Regions from separate parts of the Muntiacus reevesi genome. Here region 1 is linked to region 2. The links are chromatin contacts, called in public Hi-C maps. All regions are on one chromosome and are shown on one strand. Each heading gives the region's core, a stretch centred on a gene start, on an enhancer-like site or on the middle of the called end of the contact. The rest is flanking DNA. Distances are from core to core; before and after follow the strand shown. Region 1 holds the start of BCL6 (BCL6 transcription repressor). Region 2 holds the start of LPP (LIM domain containing preferred translocation partner in lipoma).

Evidence for each region. Hi-C and Micro-C count contacts between places; a contact is called where the count stands out from the background.
Region 1: a contact with region 2 is called in a Hi-C map of muscle, with 6 times the contacts expected there. The contact joins the promoter of BCL6 here to the promoter of LPP in region 2. A contact is called at or near these places in 2 of 3 Hi-C or Micro-C datasets (blood and muscle).

The regions. Positions count from the first base shown.
Region 1 is chr8:57,639,664-57,644,046 of mMunRee1.1, reverse strand. It overlaps BCL6 (BCL6 transcription repressor), which reads right to left and starts at 1,793. Exons shown (of 10, transcript XM_065942964.1): 1 at 1,685-1,793. LOC136173386 (a long non-coding RNA gene) reads left to right here and starts at 1,920. Exons shown (of 3, transcript XR_010664213.1): 1 at 1,920-2,352; 2 at 2,931-4,383.
Region 2 is chr8:57,257,005-57,261,919 of mMunRee1.1, reverse strand. LPP (LIM domain containing preferred translocation partner in lipoma) reads left to right here and starts at 1,762. Exons shown (of 13, transcript XM_065943114.1): 1 at 1,762-1,898.

The sequences.
Region 1 (4,383 bases), core at 544-3,043, 380 kb before region 2:
GGAGTGGCCCCCTCGCTCCCGCGGCTCCCCAGCGCAGCCGATTTCCGAGGCTCCGACTCCCTACCGGCTCCCGCCCCCGGCCGCCGCCGCCGCGCCTTCCCCCATTCCTACTCCCTCGAGGAGAGCTACAGGTTGCAAATCCGACCAGCCTCGCAATCCATTTCTGCAAAATCACTCACAAAGATCTCCCCTTCGCGCCCGCGCCCCCTCCTCCCGCGCCAGGTCCCCCAGCCAGGGCCACAAAGTGCCCTTCTCTCCTCCCGGGTCTTGCACGTAGGAACGCGGGCTGGGGCTGTTTGCTTTTTCCCTTGCCCTGTGCAAGGACCTCGGGAATCTGATGCCTGACGCCGCTACTCTCCGACCCGCAGTTTTGGTTTTGTTTGTTTTCACAAAGCTTGCACCATGGGAAAAATTAAAATTTAGGAAAGCGGGGAAACAGCCATTGGGAGCTAACACCGAGTCACGCAGCGCCCAAAATACAAACACCGCGACCGCCAGAAATCCCGCCACCTTCCCGCTTGGCTGGGCCGTCCTGCGAAGGTTCCCGGAGTCCCCGCACTCCGAACAGCACCGCAGGTGCAAACGCGCACCCCTTTCCCACCCCCACCCCCAAATCCCCATCCCGCCCCAAGCCTCTCTCCCCAGGACCGGGAGAGGGAGCGCGCGGGGGTTCCCGACTCCCTAGACTGCAACCAAGAAAGAATAATTTCCAAACTATTCAACATCCCCGCCCCCAGGCAAGCTAAACCTCCCCCAAAACGCAGGGGAAGGGGACACCAAAACGCTCGGATCTCGTTAGGAAGATCGCGGCTCAGAAAGGAAACAGTAGAACCCATACTTCATCTGGGTTTATGAAGGGAAAAAAAATAAATAACCACGAGGAGTTCGCTTGCATTTCTCCTCCAAAATCTCGGCTTGGAGGTGGGGGTGGGGAATCTAGAGGACCGAGGCCGGTGGAAGGGAGCCAGCGGGGCGAGCGAAAGGGCAGCCTCCCTCCTCGCCTCCCGGAGTGACCAAGAAGGACGGGAGAGGGGAAGGAAGGAGAGGCGAGGGAAAGAAGAGGGAGGGAGGGAAGGCGAGGCTGGAGCGAGGGAGCAAGGAAGGCAGTTTGCAAGCGAGAAAAGAGGGAAGAAAACACAGCCGCACGAATCCAGCGAGATCACAAGCCGTACGCAAGCAGCAGCATAAAGAGCGAGAGCGCGAGCGCGCGTCCTCTCCGCCGTCTGGGGCCAGACAGCCCCCAGACTTGCCCGAATCACCCCCCAAGCACTGTCTCGTCCTTTCTGCTCCGGCCGCCCCCTAATTCCCCTCCTTCCTCTCCTCCACCTCCTCCTCAAAAACCAAAACAACACAAGGGAGGGTGGCAAAAGCCTCCCCAAACCGGCCAATTCACTCAAAGACAACAAGAATAAAATAATAAAAATATAAAAATCTACATCCTAGAGTGGGAGAGACGTGGGACTAATCTTCGGCATTTATTTTAACACCTGACAGCTACAATAAATAAATATATACATTTACATCAATAGATACACATAGGAAACTTGGAGCCAAAGCATTTGGCAAGAGCAGAAAAAAAGAATTAAAAGGTAAAATAATGATCATGAGCAGCGGCGGCGGCAGCGGCACCAGCGGCAACAGCGGCGGCGGCAGCAGCAGCGGCGGCAGCAACAGCAATAATCACCTGGTGTCCGGCCTTTCCTAGAAACTTCTTGCATCACCACTTCTAAGAACCCCAGTTCTAAGAATCAACAGAGCTCAATTCTCGGAATTTGAGCTGGGGACTTTACCACTGCTACGTGGCAGGGGAGGACTCGGTGTCAGCTCTCTGCGACTTTTGCCTCCTCCGGGCCATAAAAAGCCCTCCAAGCCAAAATATTTTCTCACTGTCAGGCAGGTTTCGGGGTCCTCACAGGCTGGACGTCTCGGGTTTGGAGGTTTCGGCGCGAGGGTCGAGGGGCCGGACGGTGGCCCTCCCTCCCCGGCCCCCGGTCGGTGGTACAGCCTGCTCCGCCACCGTCACGTGGGCGCCCCCTCTGTGACGTCGGCGTCTTCGCTGTAGCAAAGCTCGGCCTCTGGAATTCTGAGAACTAATTTGCTATTCGGTGACATAAGAAGGGGAGTGCGCTTCGCTTTCCCGGGGTCTGGGGCTCATTTCTCCTCTCTTCCCCATAAACTCAGCTCCTCCGAGCTCAAAACACAAAAGGAAGCGAGAGGTTCGAACCTTTGGGAAAAGTCTGTTATATATAGTAGGTTTCGGGGCGAGTAAGAGCAAAAAAACAATAAACACCACAGCTCTTTCCAGCTAGAATATTAGGCACCACGAGAAAAATATTTGCCAAGCAGTTTTCGGTGGGTTCATTTGCTTTATTTTTATTTGGGACAGTTTGGGATTTTTTTTTTTTTCTTTGTTGGTGTGGTGGTTTGGGATTTGGGGTGGTTGTATTATGATGGTTTTCGTATTTTTGCTTCTAATTTTTGCCTTTTGCAACTTTGTGATGTTACGTAAATCGTAGGATCCCGCATCGGTTGGATTTTGTTTTGTTTTACCCCTACGAAATCTCTCAAGCGAATTAAGGAAGACGTGTTATTTTAATACTGATAGTGTAGAAAGAAGCTTGAATTTTTGGTCGTATGTAACAATTCCAACCCCCACTTTTTTCGGGGGGGCGGGGGAGGGTTTTAAATTTTCCTTTTCCCCTTGGACTTTTACTGAGAGAACGGCTCTCCTGCACTTGAGAGAAATGTTCAAAGGATTTGTTTGGGTTTGTTTCTTTCCAGGACAGCAAGTGGTGGGTTTACTCTTTCTGTTATTGTTGACTCTTAGGAAAATTCTTGCTGCAAGAAACGTGTGTGTATGTGTACGCGTACGCGTGTGTTCTACAAAATTCTGTGAGCCAAATCATGTTTGTGTTTTGCTTTTTCTTTAGGTCTTGGTTCCCCCCGCTCCCTCCCAGCTCGTTTCAAGGTCGTTGTTAAAAATCTCTCCTGTCTGTGTTTAAAGAGACCAGCCGGAGGGAATTCTAAAGGCCTGCGATGCAGTATCACAGATACTGCGTGGATTTAAAACAGACTGTGCTACAACTACAACGCGCTTCACGCAGCACACTCCTCTTAGCTTTAGAGCTGAGTTAGGAGGAGAGGAAAAGGGGGGAAATCTTTCTTTCTTTCTTCCTTCCTTTCTTTTTAAAGCAAATGCAGTGCAGAATCATTTCACTGTGGGCCTTGGTTTGTTTATTCAGAACTGCCAGTTTCCCTATTTAAATGTTGGTTGGGTTTTTTCCCTCCTACTCATCCCTGAATGAGGGAGACTCTTGTTTCTTTTATGTCTCTCTCTTAAAAGAAGGGTGTGAGGGGAAAATAATATTTCAGATTCTCAAGTATTAACCAAAATGTTTGGACCAGAAGCAGCTTTCAAAGGTCAGGCTGTTCTGAGCTTGGCTATGAAAGTCCTTCAGGAGGGACTCATTAAATTACAGACGAGTTCTTAAAGGTTCCACAAAATTTCTGCACATGTTAATTTTCAATAAAGATATCTCCCCAAATAATCTACCTCCAGATTTGGGTTTATAGTGGAGAAGTGAGCAGAGAGATTACTGACTGTTTCCTGGATATTTGGGGATCTGTTTCCCAGAAGTCTGTAAGAAGTTTAGATCTGTTGCTGAAAATGTCAGCGCAGCCCCCCTTTTGAAAAGGCCGTGTGGGAGTTTTTAGAACCAGGAGAGATCCAAAGGGGTCTATTATTTTCCACAAGGGCTGGAGCTTAGGAAAAATGCCTAAGTGTGTCTGTCCTTTTGAAATCTGAATATTTTAATACTTATTGACAGATGGATTACTGCAGCTTCTGCAGAAAAGCCTGTCTTGTGAAGGATTTTTGAAAAATATACATAGGCCTAATCCTGTCACCGTTGTCGAAATGAACATTTTACCCCCGAAGACACACGTTATCGTTAAGTGCAGATTCATTTTGTTTTTTAAATTGTCCCCTTCCCCCTGATTTCCAAAGAGTTTGAAAGGAATCCCACCGGATTCTAAATGACACCGATTTTGCTGAAGCGATCGTCTTTGTGTATTTCTATGGGTGATAATTTTTGTATTTTTTATGAGTATGTTTCTCAGGTGTATCTGTGTGGTTTGGAATGTGAATTGTGTGGTTCTGCCCTGCTACTGATTCTGCATTGTGATAACTTTTGTGATGTGGGGTCCCTTTTCTTGTCAAAGTTGCTATCCAGCCTCATGGGTTCCTCCCCACCACCACTTTAAACAGCCTGTCCCTCTCGCGTTCTGTTGCCATTCCAATCTTGGCCCCGTGGGGGCGCTGCAGAGCAGAGGGAGATCTGCTCTCTCTAGCCGTAGAACCAACCAGAGTGGGGGCTGGGAATG
Region 2 (4,915 bases), core at 513-3,012:
TGAGCATAGAAGAAGTGAATTGTGGTGTAAGAGAATAATCTTTTTAAGCCCCAGAACAAAATGTCTTTAGGAGCTCACATTTGCGATTTCAAACTATACCAGTTGCAAAGAGAAAAATATTTAATTATTGAATTTCTCTATTTTCATATTTTTTGTATGAATAGATGAGAAATTGAGAGATTAATTTAGAACAGAAATGTGTGAAGTCAAAGACTTTGCACAAAGAATATGCCTGATAAATGGTTAAGTGCAAAAATATGTTTCTGCATTTGTTTAATTCTTGGTTAAGAAAAAAAAAGTCACACCAAATCTCAAAAGAACCAAGTTTTGGAGATTTCATGAATTAGTAACTCATGGTGTACTCTCAACATTTATTAATATGAATTAGGAGATCAGGGCCTCCTCCTTTGGTGGAAAAATCATGGGACCAGTCAGGTGACCTTGACACCAGAGGTGGGTTTAAACTGCTTGCTGTTTCTGGGTTGGGTAAGTTATTTTGCCTGACTTTTTACCTCAAACGTCAGTGACGGACTACAATTTGTTTTATGAAGATCTTATAAACCTGGGAGAAAGTGCTTTTACGATGTGCTGGAGTGAGGAATGATTAGTTTAGACATCAGGAAGCAGGACAGAAGTATAAGGAAAGGAGTCTGCAGCCTCGGCGTGCCTTCCAGGCAATGGCTGACGCACATTATAGCCCCCTCGCATGGTGCTCACATTTACAAATAACCAGAGAAAAAGTCCTACACAAACCTTCCAAGAACAGTCTTGCCTTTATTCAACTCATTCACCCAATTCGTAGATTTATTTATTTATTTATTTTTTGAAGCTATAAGCACAAGGTCTGGGTTTCTGGATAGGGCTGTGAAGTAGATTCCAGGGGTTCGTTTATTTGAGCACTGGATGGAGGGAGTTGCCTTGAAGCAACTGATCAGCGTGGCTATGCAGGGCTCACTGGCAATCAGAACCTTCCAGGAACTGACCGCGCAGGGGCCCCGGGGAAGCTCCGAATCTCTTCCCAGGGGGGTCCGCGTTGCCCTCTGACATCCAGCCCCGCTGACTGGTCCGCGGGAAGGAGGGAGTCGGGCCCCTGCCTGCAGACAGGAACATAGCTGGGAGACTGAGCATCCGGCTCCCGCGCCGGGATCCGTGGCGGGCATGACCTTGTACGAGTCGTTTCTCTTCCGAGAGCTTCAGATTTCCCGTGTGAAGTGGACGGGCTGGAAGTTGGTCGGGGCCAGTTCCGACATCCAGGACGTTTGAACCTTGCTGGGAATCCGGGGCGGGGCTCACGAGCAAGATCTTGCAGGGGGATTCCACGGCAGAGCTCGTCTACCCAGACTCAACCCCCTAGTCTGGCGCCCTAACAGTGGACGCAGGTTCCCTCATTTTTTTTTTTCAGTAGCCCCTTCGCCCCGGCCGCTTCCTCCTTCCACGTCTCCTTCCTCTTCCTCCAGGGCAGGCAAAGGCTCCACACCTCCCTCTTTCCCTTCCTCCCCCGGCAAGCTCCCCGCGTTCCCGGCGTCGTCTTCTCTTCCTCCCAGGAAATCCACCGCCCTCGGTGCACCCACCTCGGGGGCCGGGCGCCCCCTCCCCCGGCGGCGAGCGCGGCGGCCCCGCGGGCACCCGCCTTCCCATACCTTACATGGACAAATGCGTGCAGGCAAAGTCAGGAATTCAGGCCCCTGACGTCAGCCTCCAGCTCTCAGGGCACCGCACGGGAGACCGAGGGGAGGGGGTGGGGACGGCGGGAGGAAGGAGGGGGAAAGGCACCAACCAGCAGCCGCTCCAGCCTTGCCGAAGTTTCACTTTTTGTCTGTGGGTTCGCTCCCGGGCCCCGCGCGAGCTTTCCCGGGATAAGTAGCTTTAGCGAGCGGGGGACAGCCGGCCGCTGCAAGGTAAGGGCTGGCTGCGCAGCCCCGGGCGCGGGGCGCGGTGCGGGGCGCGGGGCCGGGCCTGGCCGGGGTTGGGGACAATGGGAGGGGGAGTGCCCGGGCACCTCCTCCTTCGCCGCTGCCTCCGCCTCCAGCCGCCGCCGCCGCCGCCGCTGCCCCGGCCGCCTCCTCCCCGAGGTATTGTTGCAAATCCTCCTTCCTTCCCCTCACCCTCCGCCCGCGGGCGCCTCGGGAACCCCCAGCCCTCCCCGGCGCGAGCGCCTCCGGGGTGGCAGGACAGCCGGGCGCAGGGCACCGAGTGCGCGCCCGGCCCGGGCCGCAGGGCCCGCGGTGCGGAAGTGCCGGCCGCGGCGCGATCACGGGGTGCACGCGTGGGGGAGGGGGACCCCGAGATTTTGGGGAAGCCTCGACCGGGGGCTGGGCGGGCTTGGAGGCCTTCCCTGCGCGCCCCCTGCCCGGGCTTTTCAGGACTCCCAGGGGGCGGGGCCACACCCAGCAGCTCTGCGCTTTCGCGGAATCACAGTTGTCACTGGGGAAGGGGCCTAGGAACCCAGGCATCAAGTTCCCCCATTTCCCAGCTGGGGCAACTGAGGCCTAGAGAGCTGAGTCTCCCCAAAGTCGCTCACTAGAGGCAGAGCCGTAACTAAAATCAATGGCTCCCGACTCCTGGTTCCTTTGCTCCAAGCAGTTCTCCAGCACTCACTGTGTGCCCCCCTGTGCTGGGTTATTGGGTCCAGAGGCGTGTAGGGCCCAGACTCTGCCCTCAGGAAGCGTTCAGTCAACCGAAGACCCAAACCTGACCCCAGGCAGAAGGTGCTAAGTCCTGGGTAAGGGCGCGGGGCGGGGCTCGGAGACTGGAGTTTGATCTCCTGGTCCTTCACGAGGGCTCGGAGGCTTTTGAAGGATGGGGGCGGTTTTCTGAAGTCAGAGACTAGGGGACAAGGAACGAGGGCATGTGTCGTTGGGACCTGCAGAGGCAGGGAAGACTCAAGTGTGGACAGTGGAGATGAACGGTAACTTACTGTGCTGGGGGCACGGGGTGGGGCAGCGAGGGTACCTAAGATGGGGTAATCAGTGGAACTGTGCTTGAGTGCACTTGGACAGAGGGGTGTCTTTGGGACTTTGGGGTGCTGGGGGAGCTGAAGGATGTTTCTGGCTTCCCTTCCCTTCTCAGTGATCCACTGCCTGCTCACCCTGAACACAAAATGCAAACATTTACTTTAGCCTTTGAGCTTCTTTTCTAGTACCAGACTCATTTAACTTTGTATCCAATCCCCTCTATCTTTCTGTCTCCTACCCCCCTTTCTAAATTGCTTGCTTCCCAATAAACCTCATTCTCACTGAAGTGTTAGTGACTTAATGGCCTACCTCTGAACATTTGAACAAGAGCATTTTAAGACAGCCTTTAAGTGGAAAGAGAAAAAGCAGCTAAAAGCCTCTTCCCTCCAGCTCCCCTCCCCTCCTTCCTCACCCTCCTTGCTGTTACAGATAGGGAAACATAAATAAAGGCCCAGAGAAGGTGGGTGCCAGTTCTAAAGTCTACAGTAAATTTTGGTAGCTGGTGGAAGGCCAGAACTCCCGGTAGGGTTCTTTGTATCCCATGACCAGCCTTCTTCCTTCAGGGTCTTTGTCTGTACCAGGGTCCGTCAAAAGGTTGCAAGGCAGTCTCCCAACCTCAGCACCCAGGCTTTAAAACCTAGAATATAGATTCTAGGTAAAAAATAAGTAGTTGGGGTTAGCTGTCTGAGTAGTGAGGGTGCAAACCTGGAGCCCTTGGGTCAGGCAGCCCCCCAGGATCATGCTCCACCTACACAGTGGGTGGGCCTGGACCTGGCTTTGAGGATTCGCAGGAGGAGAAACTGCTATTGAGCTGGTTACTATGATCGGGACTGACAGGGTAGAACCCTTCTTGAAGGGACATATTCCAGTGAACAGTCAGTTCCAGACAGTGGTTGATGGGAGAGGAGGCTTCATTATGAAGGTCCTTAAAAATGCCAGGCATGGATATGACTTAAAGTCATCATTTCAGGGTTTTGAGCAGGCTGGGACATGAGCAAGAGGGGAGGAATTGGCACTGGGTAATCCTCTGCCGCCCATTCCAGTGAGAGAAGCAATAATCTGGCCTAAGAATTATCAGTGAGTGTTTGCTCATTTACTCCATACATACTACTACTTACTATATGCCATTGGCAAATGTGAAAATTTTATGGCAGATTCTTTATTTTATTGAGACAGAGAACTTGTATTTCATCAGAAAAATACACTTTTTCACATTCTATATCAGTGACATTGGGTTGTCTTATAGTCACAGATGTGTCATAGTTGAGTAGATCTTTGTCCTAAGTTGATAACAGTGTATCTTACCACTGATAGCTTAGAGCTGATAAAATTTGTTAATCATACCCTTTATGAATGTACAGTGCTTTGCACTTTATAAAAGTTTCCCATCAGATATTCCATTTGAATCTCAAAAATCCCCTGAGAATTGGGCCTGGTGACCCTGTCATCTCAATTTTATCTCTTGCCTAAGGTCATCCAGTTAATTAGAAATGAACTCAAAATAACAGCCCAGAACTTTGACTCTGCGTGTTAACATGTGACTACCCTGTGGTGGAACTAGCATGGGTTAATTGGGAATAGGAAGACTTAGATTGAATTTAATTTCAGAACTATTTTGGGGGTTTTGACCAAGGGCAGAGTGTAACTCACAATGACTTGGAGGCTCTGTTAGCCCAGAGATATAATGCATTAAGTAGAAAATGGGCAGAGGGATAGAAGATGCCAGGTAACATAATAAAAAGAGAGGATGGAGCACGTTGCTATTTTTACACTGAAAGGAGAGGAGCAATGGATGAGGCACATGGGTTCTGAAACCTACCTGTCCCTCTGTGTGTGTGTGTGTGTGTGTGTGTGTGTGTGTGTGTGTGTGTGACAGTGAGTGTCTGGTGCTCTTCTGGGGGTATGTTTTGGTTGCACTGAAGTGGTTCAACCTCAGGGAAGCTGCCAGAAGGAGTGGTGCC